Linked DNA regions of Sus scrofa: regions 2 and 3 are each linked to region 1. A link is a contact called in public HiChIP or PLAC-seq and promoter capture Hi-C data. All regions are on one chromosome and are shown on one strand. The core of a region is the stretch at or near the end of the contact, and the rest is flanking DNA. Distances in the headings are between cores, read along the strand shown. Region 1 holds the start of DDHD1 (phospholipase DDHD1). Region 2 holds the start of CGRRF1 (cell growth regulator with RING finger domain protein 1). Region 3 holds the start of CNIH1 (cornichon homolog (Drosophila)).

Region 1 (4,006 bases), core at 452-2,951:
TTATTTAAATTATAGGCAATTCAGGGTAAATGAGACCGAATCAGATCCCCGGGTGGACAAAGCTCAGGTAGGATCACGAAATTAAACCTGTGGGGCTGGCCATCAGTTCCTGGATCACCTCCAGGGGATGGCAACGGCACCCGGCTTACTCAGGAGGCGCTAGCCCCCGCAGTATACTCTCCTCCTGACCCAAAGCGTCTGGGGTTTTGCCATCTGCTCGTTTTACCCTTCACCTGCCGGCACCGCCTGCACGGTCTTCATCCTGCCTTGACCAAACGCCAGGCCTCACGCGCCTCTCTCCCCATGATCAAGTTGCAAATCCACCCGCGTGCGTGTTGGGCCCTGCAGAGGCAGCCCGTCCCGCACCCTCCCCCGGCCGGCTACTCACGGTTCCAGTACACCGGGTAGCATTCTCCTTGGTTCACATCCACCTCGTAGAGGCCGCCCCGCACACACACCCGCTCGATGTTCACCAGCTCCTCCATCTCGCGCCCGTGCCCGGTAATGCGCGGACAGAAGCCGCAGACGCGGTCCCCCTCGTGGTCCTCCAGGGAGCCGGAGGCCTGGCCAGTAGCGGAGGGTGGGCCGACCGCATGATCGCCCTCCGGGTCTTGGGCCTGGGCCCGGGCATCCGCGGCCTGCAGCAGGGTCCGGAAGGCGAGCTCGATGCGGAGCGAGTCGTAGCCGATGAAGGGTTTCCAAGTCTTCTTGTCTTCCTTGTAGAACCAGCGCACCTCCTCCGGGCCCAGCTCCGTCACTACCTCGTATCGGTGCCGGGCGGCGGCGCCGCCGGGCCGGATACGCTTCCTCTCCCCGGGGCCCCCTCCGGCCGCCCCGCCGCCCCCCGAGTTCGACGGGACCAGAGGCGGCTGCTGCGGCGGGTGAAGTGACGAGGAGCTGCCGCCGCCACCGCTCTCGCCCTCACTGTAGTAGCGCAGCGAGGAGCCCGACTCGGCGGAGCTGAAGTCATAGTTCTCGTCACTGAGGCAGGGATCCAGCGCCAGGTGGTGGTTGTGGTCCTCTGCGCCCGGCGCCAAATGCAGCCCTGGCTCCCCGCGCAGCAGGGCCAGGGGCACTTCATCGTCGCCCGGGTCCCCAGCAGTCAGGTGGTCGAAGCAGCGGACGCTGCTGCCGAACGCCGGCTCCGCATCCGAGCCCAGCTCCCAGGAGGCGCCGCCGCCGCCCCGGCCGTTATGCTCGGGGCTGAGCTGAGAGCCGCGGCCCGGGTAATTCATGCTCTGGAGACGCCGCCGCCGGCCGGGCCGGGCGCGGAGCCGTGACCCCCAGAGCTTTCGCCACACATTCAACGCCGCCTCCCTCTCCACCGGGAGTTTTCAATCTTTCAAATCCCGACCGGGGCTGCGGCGGCACCCGCGGCGGCTCCGCCCCCCCGAGCCCCGCAGCCGCGGTAGCCGCGTCCCGCCGCCAGTCTCATAGTCACGCAGCCCGACGTAGGTGGTGCTTGGCCTCAGGCCCCGCCCCTCCCGCCGCGCGCGCCGTCCCGGAAGCCCTTTCTCCGCCCACTCTGCGCCGGAGCCGCGCCTCTTGCCTCTCCTGCGCGGGGTTGGGGTCATCTCGGGATTCCTCAATTCCTGTCGCCTACTCTCCTTTCTCCTTCCCCTGCACTGCCGCTTCGCCCCGCCCTTCTAGGGTCGGAACCCAGGTGTGGAGAAGCTTTACCCGACTCATCCTTGCAATCTGGATCCTGAGCCGTAAAGGCTTATTCTCCACATCGGGAGAGAGCCCCCGGAAATTGGATTCATCTGACACTTTTTATGACTTTAGGCCCGCCTGCGGCCTCACCTGGACTTTATCAATCACCTGGTTTATGGTCCCTACAGCATCGTGGGTCCACGCAGGGCATTCCACTCCACGCCTACGGATTCCTCACTTTGGCGTCACGACTCCCACTCAAATCCAAGTCAAAACCGCCCTTCATATACCACCTCATATTACTGCTTGTCTTCCCATATGTATTTCCTGTTTTCTAAACCTTATTTTAAGGTCCTTGTTGGAGGCCAAGTCTGTATGTTTCAACCTCCCACAAGGTGGGTGCACAATCAATGTTGATTATAAGGATGGCAAACCCGGTCAGCTGTTGATAATTAGATTGAAAGCTAAAAAATAACCAGGTTTTAGACTGTTTTGATAACTAACTGCAGGCAGGTCACTTAAATCTTAATCTTTTTGGTTTCCTCATCTGTAAGATCTCTGAACTCTTCCAGCAATAGAATTCTGTGACTGGCAAGATTACTTTTTGTTCTTTATGCATCTCTGATTCTGTAGCACTTTCTGGGATCAGGTTGAATGCTGAGGCTCCCGTGTGGTTCTTTTATATTATGCAAAAGTTTTATTTTATAAACGCATTACTCTATGTTGAGTATCCTGAGAAAAACAATCTCTAATCTCAGTGTTATCAATTCAAGATCAGACAATATTCTCCTTGAAGATTAGGATTTCAACGTATGAATTTTGAGGAAACACAAACATTCAGACTATTGCAGAGAGTGTCTTCTTTGGTCACAGACTAAATGGAATAATAGCCTGTCCTGAAGCGGGAAACAGTCATTGAACCCATATAAGATGTCTACTGAGTTTCAGGCACTATGCTAGACCCTACAGTGAAGCAGTCAACAATCTAGAGGTATCTCTAAATAAACCCAGAAAGCCAACTTTTTAGTTCTTCTGAGGAATATAATTGTAATGCCAGAATGACCACAGGAGTCATTCTTTCCCTAAATACAGATCAATAGTGCAAGCCAAGTTGCAATCTAAATGTAGCTGGACAAGTATAAATAACATAGGACTACTTAATGAATAAAGTCATTCATCCTTCTGTTTATTCATTCAACAAATATTTATTGTCTAGTCATGTTTTGCTGGTGGTTTTTGTGTTTGAAATGATGCTTATGATGCAGAATTATCAAATGCACTTAAAGATTTGTAAGAGGTCTGCCCACAAAACTGTACTTACCAAAAATTCATAAAAATTTTCTATATTCCTTCTGGAAATAAAGGTCAATGGTATTGAAGGTATATATTCAAATGAAAGAAAACAAATCATTACAGTATCGATGCATACTCTATGGAGACAGCCACAAAATCCTAATCAGCTTGTTTGTATCAGAAAGAGAAGATTTGGCTATCTCCCTGCCCTTTCATTATAGAAGATGAGTTGGATTATAACCAGAGGCTGCTATGAGGTCCACATCATGTATCCATTATAAATGCGTTTGATGACCTTTGTGCTCCAGGATTCTTTTTTTTTTTTTTGTCTTCTTGCCTCTTCTAGGGCCGCTCCTGCGGCATATGGAGGTTCCCAGGCTAGGGGTCTAATCAGAGCTACAGCTGCCGGCCTACGCCAGAGCCACAGCAACACCAGATCTGAGCCGTGTCTGCGACCTACACCACAGCTCATAGCAATGCTGGATCCTTAACCCACTGAGCGAGGGCAGGGATCGAACCCATGACCTCATCATTCCTAGTTAGATTCGTTTCCGCTGTGCCACGACGGGTATCCCCAGGATTCTTTTCTATCTCAGCCCTAAGCTAAACTGAAAGTACATATTTATTTATTCACAAAATATATAGTATATAACTTATATGGGCCCTCAGCACAAAGTATTTGGTAAGCATATTAGGCTGAGAAAGACTTAAAAGTGGCATCTTATCTGTGTGTAGTTTACTCTGTTTTTCATATAACGAGTGAACAAAGAGAGAAGAAAGCTCTATTTCAATAGGGATTTCCATTGGAGCAACTCTGGGTAATCTGCTGAGTTTTAAAAGGACTGAATGGCAGAATCATTTCACTGATTTTGCAACTGCTGCTTAAGAGAGTGTTTATCATTACACCATAAGCCAGGATTTCAAATGTGAGGTTTCAGTTTGGACAGTATATGATTCTAAACTCACAAGCCCACAAACCTCTTTCATAGCTTTCCCATTGGCTTTTTGAACCACACTAAACAGCCATTAGGATAAAATCATTAATAAGTTAAATGGGATG
Region 2 (4,006 bases), core at 637-3,136, 1.1 Mb after region 1:
AAGTAGGTTGATGAGGATAAAGAGAAGTAGGTGAATACTGCTAATGAAATTGTTAATATGTATTAAACACTATGAGAAAAAACACTGCTGTACGTCCTTTACATGGATCTCCCTTCATCCTCAAAACAACCCCAAGAAATGGGTATCATATTATCCTCATTTTGCAAGAAACTAAGGCTTAGAGAGGTTAACTATCTTTCCCAAAATTATACAACCATGGAAGCCAGGATTCAACCCAGACAGCCTGACTTTAGCCCCCTCTCTTAACCACTACAAAGGAGCTGGGACAGACTGGGTGGCGTGGATTAGTACAAATGTGACTCCTAGGCTTCTTGCTTGTGTAGTAGACTTAAATGGTGCTACCTTTCACTAAGTTAAGGAACACTGAGGAAGACCAAGTTTGAGGGGAAAAAGGAGTTCTATTTTGGACACTAAGCAGGCTCTAAGGCACTCAAGTGGGGAAAGCTTTCTTTCCAGGGGATGCTAACTAAAGAGCAGGATAGGTAGGGCTGATCTCAGAAGCAACATTTGCAATACAAATTCACAAGTCATCTACACATAGGTAGGTAGTAACTGAAACTAATGAATGTAGAAAGGAGAGAAAGAATACAGAATGGAAAATGAAGCATTAGGATAGAGCTCAGGACTCCTTGTGATGTACAGGGAAGGAGAGCTGCATGGGACACAGACAGACCAACAAGAGAAGAAAAATGAGTTTTGTATTCTAGAAGCCAAGGGGGAAGCACAAAGGAAGAGAATGTTTCAAAGAGGAGAGCATGATCAACACTGAGAATACAGATAAGGAAAGATGAGAATTGAAGAGAGTCCCTTGGATTTAGTGACCATGAAATATATTCGATGAAGGTGGGTTGAAAAATGAATGGGGAGTTAGAGAAAAGGACAGCAGGAATTTTGTGTTTTATTTCTAATTACAGAAATGAGAAGCATATTCTTAAATCCCATGAGAAAGATTCAGGAGACCCCGGCTTGGGCAATCAGTGAAATCATCCACTTTATTTTTGCGCGTGGGGTCGAAACCACACAAGAAAGGAAGCGAGAGCCCCCAGACACAAAAAACGAAAGCTTTTGACAGTCACTTTAAAATCAAGCGTCAAAGCGCTGGGTCGAAAGGTTTCCAACTGCCATAACTCGAAGAAAGCAAGGATAAGGAAAAATCATTAGAAGCACGTCAGGAAGCTTAACGCGATGCCGAAAGAACGGAATCAAAATTCGAGCCTTCCCCGCAAAGGCGGCCAGGCGGAAGGTACTCGGCGCCTGCCGGTCCCTCGGGCCTGCAGAGAAGCAGGTGTTTGGGGGAGTTCCTCCGAAGGACCAGACCCCCGGCCCCTCTGACCCTTCAGCGCAAAAGCTAGAAGCCGCCCCCACCTCCCCATCCAGAAGGACGCGGTGAGCATGACCCACCCCTACTGGCCGCACCCCAGTCCCCGAGCCTGCTGGGCGAGTCGACTCCGGGCCCGGCAGGAGGATGCTGCCCTTGGCAAAGGCGGCAGCGGCGGCGGGCGGGGGCCAACTCGCAGCAAGAGAGAAACTACCAGCAGCCAGGCCGGAAGCGGCCGCCGACCCACCCGGGGCGCTGCCCGCCGATACCGGCTTCGGCAAACAGGAAAGCCCGGCGGGCTGGCCCAGCCCTCCGGCCCCCGCCCTCCCCGGCAGCAACTCACCATTTTCCTTCCGGCCGTCAGCAGCCTTTCGCCTCCCCTTGGGCCCCTTTAAGAATGGCACGGCTGCCGCCTCCGTTCCTGCACGGCGCCTGGCAGAGCCGCCCCCACCAGCTACGCGGCAGCTGCAGGGCAGCACGTGACCGCCAACGGTGGCCGGCGCGGCTCAAACTTCGCAGGAACGCGAGTGCCCCCGCCCCTTCCATTTCTCCCGCGCTGTTTCTTGAACCCTCCAGTGGACGCTATCGGATTCGGAGTGGAGGACTTCCAGTGCCAAAATGTATCCTCAAAATTCGAGCCAGTTTTTGCTTCCTTTCAACCCTCCTCAATCTCTGAGAGAAATTTCATGGTGACATGATTGAGTCAACGATTTCAATGGTAAATGTGTGTGTTTGACCCCAACCTACCTTTCAAATTCCACCTCCCTCAAACCTAGGTACACCTGCCTTTCCTCTCACCCTCTCCGGAACCCTTGCCCCTACTCTGACCACCTTGCGGGACTTGGTAAATACATTTCTTTCTTGATGGTGTTTATTTATTCAAGTCTGATTGCGTGATGATTCATGTCTAGATGAGTGTTCTCATGAGCCATTGCCTAATCGCGCATTAAGAAGTTTCTGTAGGGGCAAGTTTACTTTTGAACCCGGTGGTTTGGAAGAAGTAAGGTTTGAACTCAGAATTCGTACACGTGTCTTCAATGAAAGAAGCTAACTGGGGCAGGAGCTCACGGAGTTTACAGCTTATCCTCAGCTGGTGCATGGTCCATAGTTGATGCTTGCTTCTTATTTACTGAATGACGAAAGAAGCAGAGAAAAAAGAAAATTCCAGAACATGCGCCCACTGCCATCCTTCTTCATTAGTATTAGACTGGATTATTAGAATATTTAAAGTTTATATTTAATGTTAAATTTAATGAATTGTTAGCATATTAATAAATACCATTAAGTCAGAGTTAAAATATATAACTTAGGAGTTCCCGTCGTGGCACAGTGGTTAACGAATCCGACTAGGAACCATGAGGTTGAGGGTTCGATCCCTGCCCTTGCTCAGTGGGTTAATGATCCGGCGTTGCCCTGAGCTGTGGTGTAGGTTGCAGACGCGGCTCGGATCCCGCGTTGCTGTGGCTCTGGCGTAGGCCGGTGGCTACAGCTCCGATTGGACCCCTAGCCTGGGAACCTCCATATGCCGCGGGAGCGGCCCAAAGAAATAGCAAAAAGACAAAAAAAAAAAAAATATATATATATATATAACTTAATTTGATCCAATACCTACGTTTTCTCATAAATTAGAAAACTAGAAAGTTTAACTAGTAAGAAATTCCACAGCTCAGCTACATTCTCTTAGTGACCTGCCCCCATAATACTTTTTACTATGATAAGAGAACTGGTAAATTTGACACCTAGTACCATGTAAGAAATGATGGGAGAGAAAATGATTGTTATTAGTCCATGAACAATTATATTAGAGTTTAGCATAGATTCTTCCCCACCCCCATCTTTTCCCGTCTCCTCTCTCCATCTATGAGAGGAATTAGAGGAAAAGGTGAAAAAATTAATGTTTAGCTACATGACATTTCACCTGATAAATAGTAAATCCATTGTTTTCCCCTTTCATGTTGTTCTTTTAATGTTTTCCCAATGTTATTGGCTATGAAATGGGCAAAGTCTCATGTAGACCCAAGAGAGGCTGGACAGAGGCTGGATGTAGTGACAAGAAAAGGACAATGATGAAAATGTGATTTATTTTACTATGTGGGAAAATGAATATAGACTATGAACAGAAATATTACTTGAACTCAGACTGTAGAATATTCTTGCCACCAGAAAAAAAAAATTATACCTATTTTAAATGTTTGGGAATGCTGTTCTGGCTTGGGTTATTCTGAGGGGGAAAAAGTTCCAGAATATTTTCCAGCACTTTTCTGCTTGGGTAACCCTATACAAATCAAGAACCTGTAAATATTAGTTTATGTAAAGGTCACCGAAATGTGTTTTATCTTGGGGAAGCATTTGACATCAAGACAAGATCAGGGTCAAAAGGAAAAGAGCATTTCCACTTAAAAATCGAGGGATGATCAGAATTAGAATAATCTTGGAATTCCTGTTGTGGCTCAGAGGTTAAGAACCCGATATAATATCCATGAGGATGTTGGTTCAATCCCTGGCCTTGCTCAGTGTGTTAAGGATCCGGTGCTGCTGCAAGCTGGCTGTAGGTCACAGAAGATGTGGCATAGACCAGCAGATTCAACCTCTAGCTCAGGAACTTCCATATGCTGCAGGTGTGGCCATTAAAAGAAAAAAAAAAAAGAATTAGAATAATCTTTTCTG
Region 3 (4,006 bases), core at 573-3,072, 1.1 Mb after region 1:
TTTAACTCTAATAGGGCTTAAAATTACCTACTTCACTCAGACACACATTCACTTCAAAGATGAAACTAAATAACCCCTTTTTTAAAAAATGCAGTTCAGGTTTTCCTTAAGCCAAACACAACCTACTTCAAAATGTAAGCCATTCATGACTCTTAAGAATCCCCATCAGCTCCAAAAACAAAGAGTACCCATCAAGTAAGAAGTATTACATCCTCATCTACAGACGGCAAGGAACCACACATTTCAGTTTCATCAGAGGCTTATTAAGGCAGAGCTAGTTTGCATCCCCAATTATCTTATTGTCTTTATTCCACCAAAGAAGAGCCTAAAATGCTCAAGTTATTAGTTCCTACTGACAAGCATTTTGAGGGAGCAGTTACTTAACAGCCCACATAAGCATTCCCCACCACACAAACAGTGCAGTTTTAAATAATTATAAATGTAATCATACTCTTTAGCAAAAGGGAATGGATTTGAGTGTTTTTTTTTGCACAAGATGCTGCTGTCATTTAAATCACTCTGCCTATGTTCCATTAACAAATCCTTGTTATGGGCATGATGAAACCTGACTTAAAATGTTCATGAGCGTGAACATGCTCAATCATTCAAATTAAGACCAATATTCCAGAAAGTAGTAGAATATGGAGGGCAGAACAAATGTAAGATACATTTTTTTTTTCCCACTGTACAGCAAGGGGGTCAGGTTATCCTTACATGTATACATTACAATTATATTTTTCCCCCGTAAGATACATTTTTTAATGAATGATTTCCAAAAGGTTACTTCTAACTTTGCGTTAGAGAAACAGGATCCCTTAAACATTTATTGTAGAACTATTTCACAGGGAATTTACTTGTTCCCAGTAAGGTTGCATTTCTGTCCTGCAACATAACGTGAGTTTAAAAAATAAATAAAACAAAAGTCCTAGAGAAGCTTACGGTTTCTGAACGTTTTCAAAATCAAATTAAAACTACCTCTACTAAATCAAGTTACTCCGAATACAGAAGTGGCTAGGAAAAAGGTCTTTCGAGAAACTGTCAAAGTATGATTTAGGGGGAAAGTTCGGTGATGCAGAGAACAAAGTGATCAATTCAACCTCCATCCAAGTTCACCAGGAAACAAGAATCTGGGGGCGGAGAGAGGGGATGTTTTGCTGGAAGAGCACCCAAGTGCTGACAAGGAGAGTTCGAAATTTATCTAAAGTGGGTTGTAAGTATCTCACTTGGGCCATACTCCCGTGAATTCCCGAAAACAAAGGCAACCGGCATTAAATAACAATAATTCGGCAAGCTTCATCCCCTCTAAATACGTAGCACGCCTCTCCGCGCTCTTGACATTCTCCCGAGAGATGTGGGAAAGCAGGGATGCCGAGCCGGCCAGCAAAGCACTGTCCCGCAGGGCCCGTAGGGACCGCGGCTGCCCCACCCGGCGGGGAAGGAGTAACGGCGCGCGAGGCCTGCGCTGGGACACAGAGGGCGCAGGCAGCCAGCCAAACAACAGAGGCCTCGGCTCCTCCTGGACCTGGAGCCCCCGGCCCGCGGACGGAGGGCGCGCAGACCCCTGCGCGCGCGGCCTGTACCGCCCCGGCCTGGCCCCATCCCCAGCCGTGCGGACCTCCGGGGGCCGTGGCCGCCCCGACCACGGGCCCGGAGCGAGAAGAGCCTGCGCCGCCACCCCGCCCCCTTCCCCCGGCACTGGCTACTCACGTGCCAAATGGCGAAGAAGATGAGCGCTGCAGTAAGCAGCAGCGCCAGCATGTAACAGAAGGCCGCGAACGTGAACGCCATGGCCGGGGAGGAGCAGGGAGCAGCGCCGGCGCCAGCGGAGAAAAGCGGCGCAGGGCCCTCTGGGTAAAACCATTCACTTCCCGCGGCCACAGCCCTCACCGCCGCCGCCGCTGCCGCCGCCACCGCCGCGGCGCCCGCCCTCCTAGTGCGCTTGCGCACCAGCTTCGGAGGAAGGCGCCCTCCGATGGCCGGAGTCGGCCTTGCACAGTGTTAGACAGGGTCCACCTAACCCTAACCCTAACCCCAACCCTAAAAGATTAAAATATAGCGAGTTGATTTCTTTGGACTACTTCGCTCGTTTATTCTTTGAACAAGTATTTCTTCACAAGAGTGCCTAATATTTCCCAGGTACTGTCCTTCTCTGAGATACAAAGATGAGTAAAATAATACTTGCACTGAAAGAAGTTAGCATAGTGCCAGAAATTAATACATAAATAATAAGTCATTACAGAATTATAACCCTGTTAACGGAAGTCGGCAGCATGTTATGAAAGGTTTGAAAAGGCTACCCAGCCCACCCTGGAATGTTCAGGGAAAGATCCATGAAGTAGAAATTTCCCAAGCTGAGCAGAAGTTGTCCAGGCAAAGATAGGTAGGATCAGCTGTCCAAGAAGAAGGTTTAATATGAGCATATGCACAGAGATGAAGAAGAAAAAAGTTCAGGTCTTAGGTGAAACCGCCAAGGCAGTGTGGAGTGTTAGACTCCAGGAGTCATCAAAGGTTTAGATCATAGAGGGCTTTGCTTAAATGCCTGGTTAAGGAGCTCAGACTTCATATCCCATAAGCCCATGTTTTTCAATCTGTTTTACTCACCATTCGCAATTAGACTTTTTCATTGCAACACAGCAGAACATGACCTACACATTGAATTATAGAGAGATGGGCATCTGGATATCAAGACAAAGAAATAGATATTTAACAATCAAAAATTTCACAAGACAGGAGTTCCCATTGTGGCTCAGTGTGTTAAGAACCTGACTAGTATCCATGAGGATGCAGGCTGGATCCCTGGCAGGATCCATCGTTACCGTGAGCTGATGTCGCTTGGATCCTGCATTGCCGTGACTGTGGTGTGGGCCGACAGCTGCAGCTCCAATTCGACCCCTAACCTGGGAACTTCCATATGCCTAGGGGGCGACACTAAAAAGATGAAAAAAAAAATTTTTTTTTTCACAAAACAATGCTAAGGATCCATGAGTACTTGCCCCCCATCCTTTTTTGCTGTGTTGTTTTTAATGTTCTTTGTGACCCACAAAATTGACTCACCACCTGCTAAATGATTGTAGCTGATGGAAGCGGAAATCAGTGAAGGTTTTTAAGCAAGATCTTTAATGGCTTTGCATTAAAGATCTCTCACACCAGCAAATTGTGTAGAAAATGGTTTAGAAGCAGAGTCTTTCCAGGACTGTCCAACAGAACTTTCTGCAATAGTGGAAATTTTCCTTTTTTTTTTTTTTTTTTTTTTTTTTTTTTAGTCTTTCTGCTATTTCCTGGGCTGCTCCTGTGGCACATGGAGGTTCCCAGGCTAGGGGTCGAATCGGAGCTGTAGCCCCCGGGCTACGCCAGAGACACAACAACGCAGGATCCGAGCCACGTCTGCAACCTACACCACAGCTCACGGCAACACAGTATCTTTAACCCACTGAGTAAGGCCAGGGATCGAACCCGCAACCTCATGGTTCCTAGTCAGATTCATTAACCACTGAGCCACGACGGGAACTCCAATAGTGGAAATATTTTTTTATCAGCACTGTTCAGTATAGTAGCCAAAAGTCACATGTGGCTATTGAGCTCTTGTAATGTGGTTAGTATGACTGAGGAACTGAACTCAGTAGTATTAGCTGCTGCATTGCAAGTGCAGCTTTTTTTCTGCCTTTTTTTTTTTTTTTTTTTTTTGGCTACTCTTTTTTTCAATCAATTAAAATTTATAGAGCTACATGTGGCTAGTGGCTACTGGCTTAGATAGCACAGGTCTATACCTTCAAAATTATGGGCAACTTTATACAAATTACAAAAGTATCTCTCCAGATAAACAGAGCTCTGCACCAGGACACAAGAATGCAGATAATACTTCACTGCCTCCTCCCCACTAACCTCCTTGGCCAGTCAGCCCTTGCAGTGTGCATAATCTGCCCAGTGATACAGAATGACCCTGATTAATGAGGTGTGAAATTGGGAGCAAGGAGCCCATAGCAATAATCCAGGTAAAAGTTGCTGT

The links. Promoter capture Hi-C pulls out the DNA fragments that hold promoters and counts their contacts. HiChIP or PLAC-seq counts read pairs in DNA pulled down with a chosen protein or histone mark.
Region 2: an H3K27ac HiChIP or PLAC-seq map of alveolar macrophages shows a contact between it and region 1. The contact joins the promoter of CGRRF1 here to the promoter of DDHD1 in region 1. A contact is called at or near these places in 2 of 2 datasets of contacts at active chromatin or transcription factors (alveolar macrophages and skeletal muscle).
Region 3: a promoter capture Hi-C map of fetal liver shows a contact between it and region 1, with 3 times the contacts expected there. The contact joins the promoter of CNIH1 here to the promoter of DDHD1 in region 1. A contact is called at or near these places in 2 of 5 promoter capture datasets (fetal liver and liver) and 1 of 2 datasets of contacts at active chromatin or transcription factors (skeletal muscle).

Annotation. Positions count from the first base shown.
Region 1 is chr1:182,752,825-182,756,830 of Sscrofa11.1, forward strand. It overlaps DDHD1 (phospholipase DDHD1), which reads right to left and starts at 1,702. Exons shown (of 12, transcript XM_003121795.4): 1 at 389-1,702. The coding sequence starts at 1,235.
Region 2 is chr1:183,861,573-183,865,578 of Sscrofa11.1, forward strand. It overlaps CGRRF1 (cell growth regulator with RING finger domain protein 1), which reads left to right and starts at 1,887. Exons shown (of 11, transcript XR_002346942.1): 1 at 1,887-2,057. It overlaps GMFB (glia maturation factor, beta), which reads right to left and starts at 1,762. Exons shown (of 7, transcript NM_001244461.1): 1 at 1,683-1,762. The coding sequence starts at 1,685.
Region 3 is chr1:183,827,284-183,831,289 of Sscrofa11.1, forward strand. It overlaps CNIH1 (cornichon homolog (Drosophila)), which reads right to left and starts at 1,823. Exons shown (of 5, transcript NM_001243525.1): 1 at 1,708-1,823. The coding sequence starts at 1,788.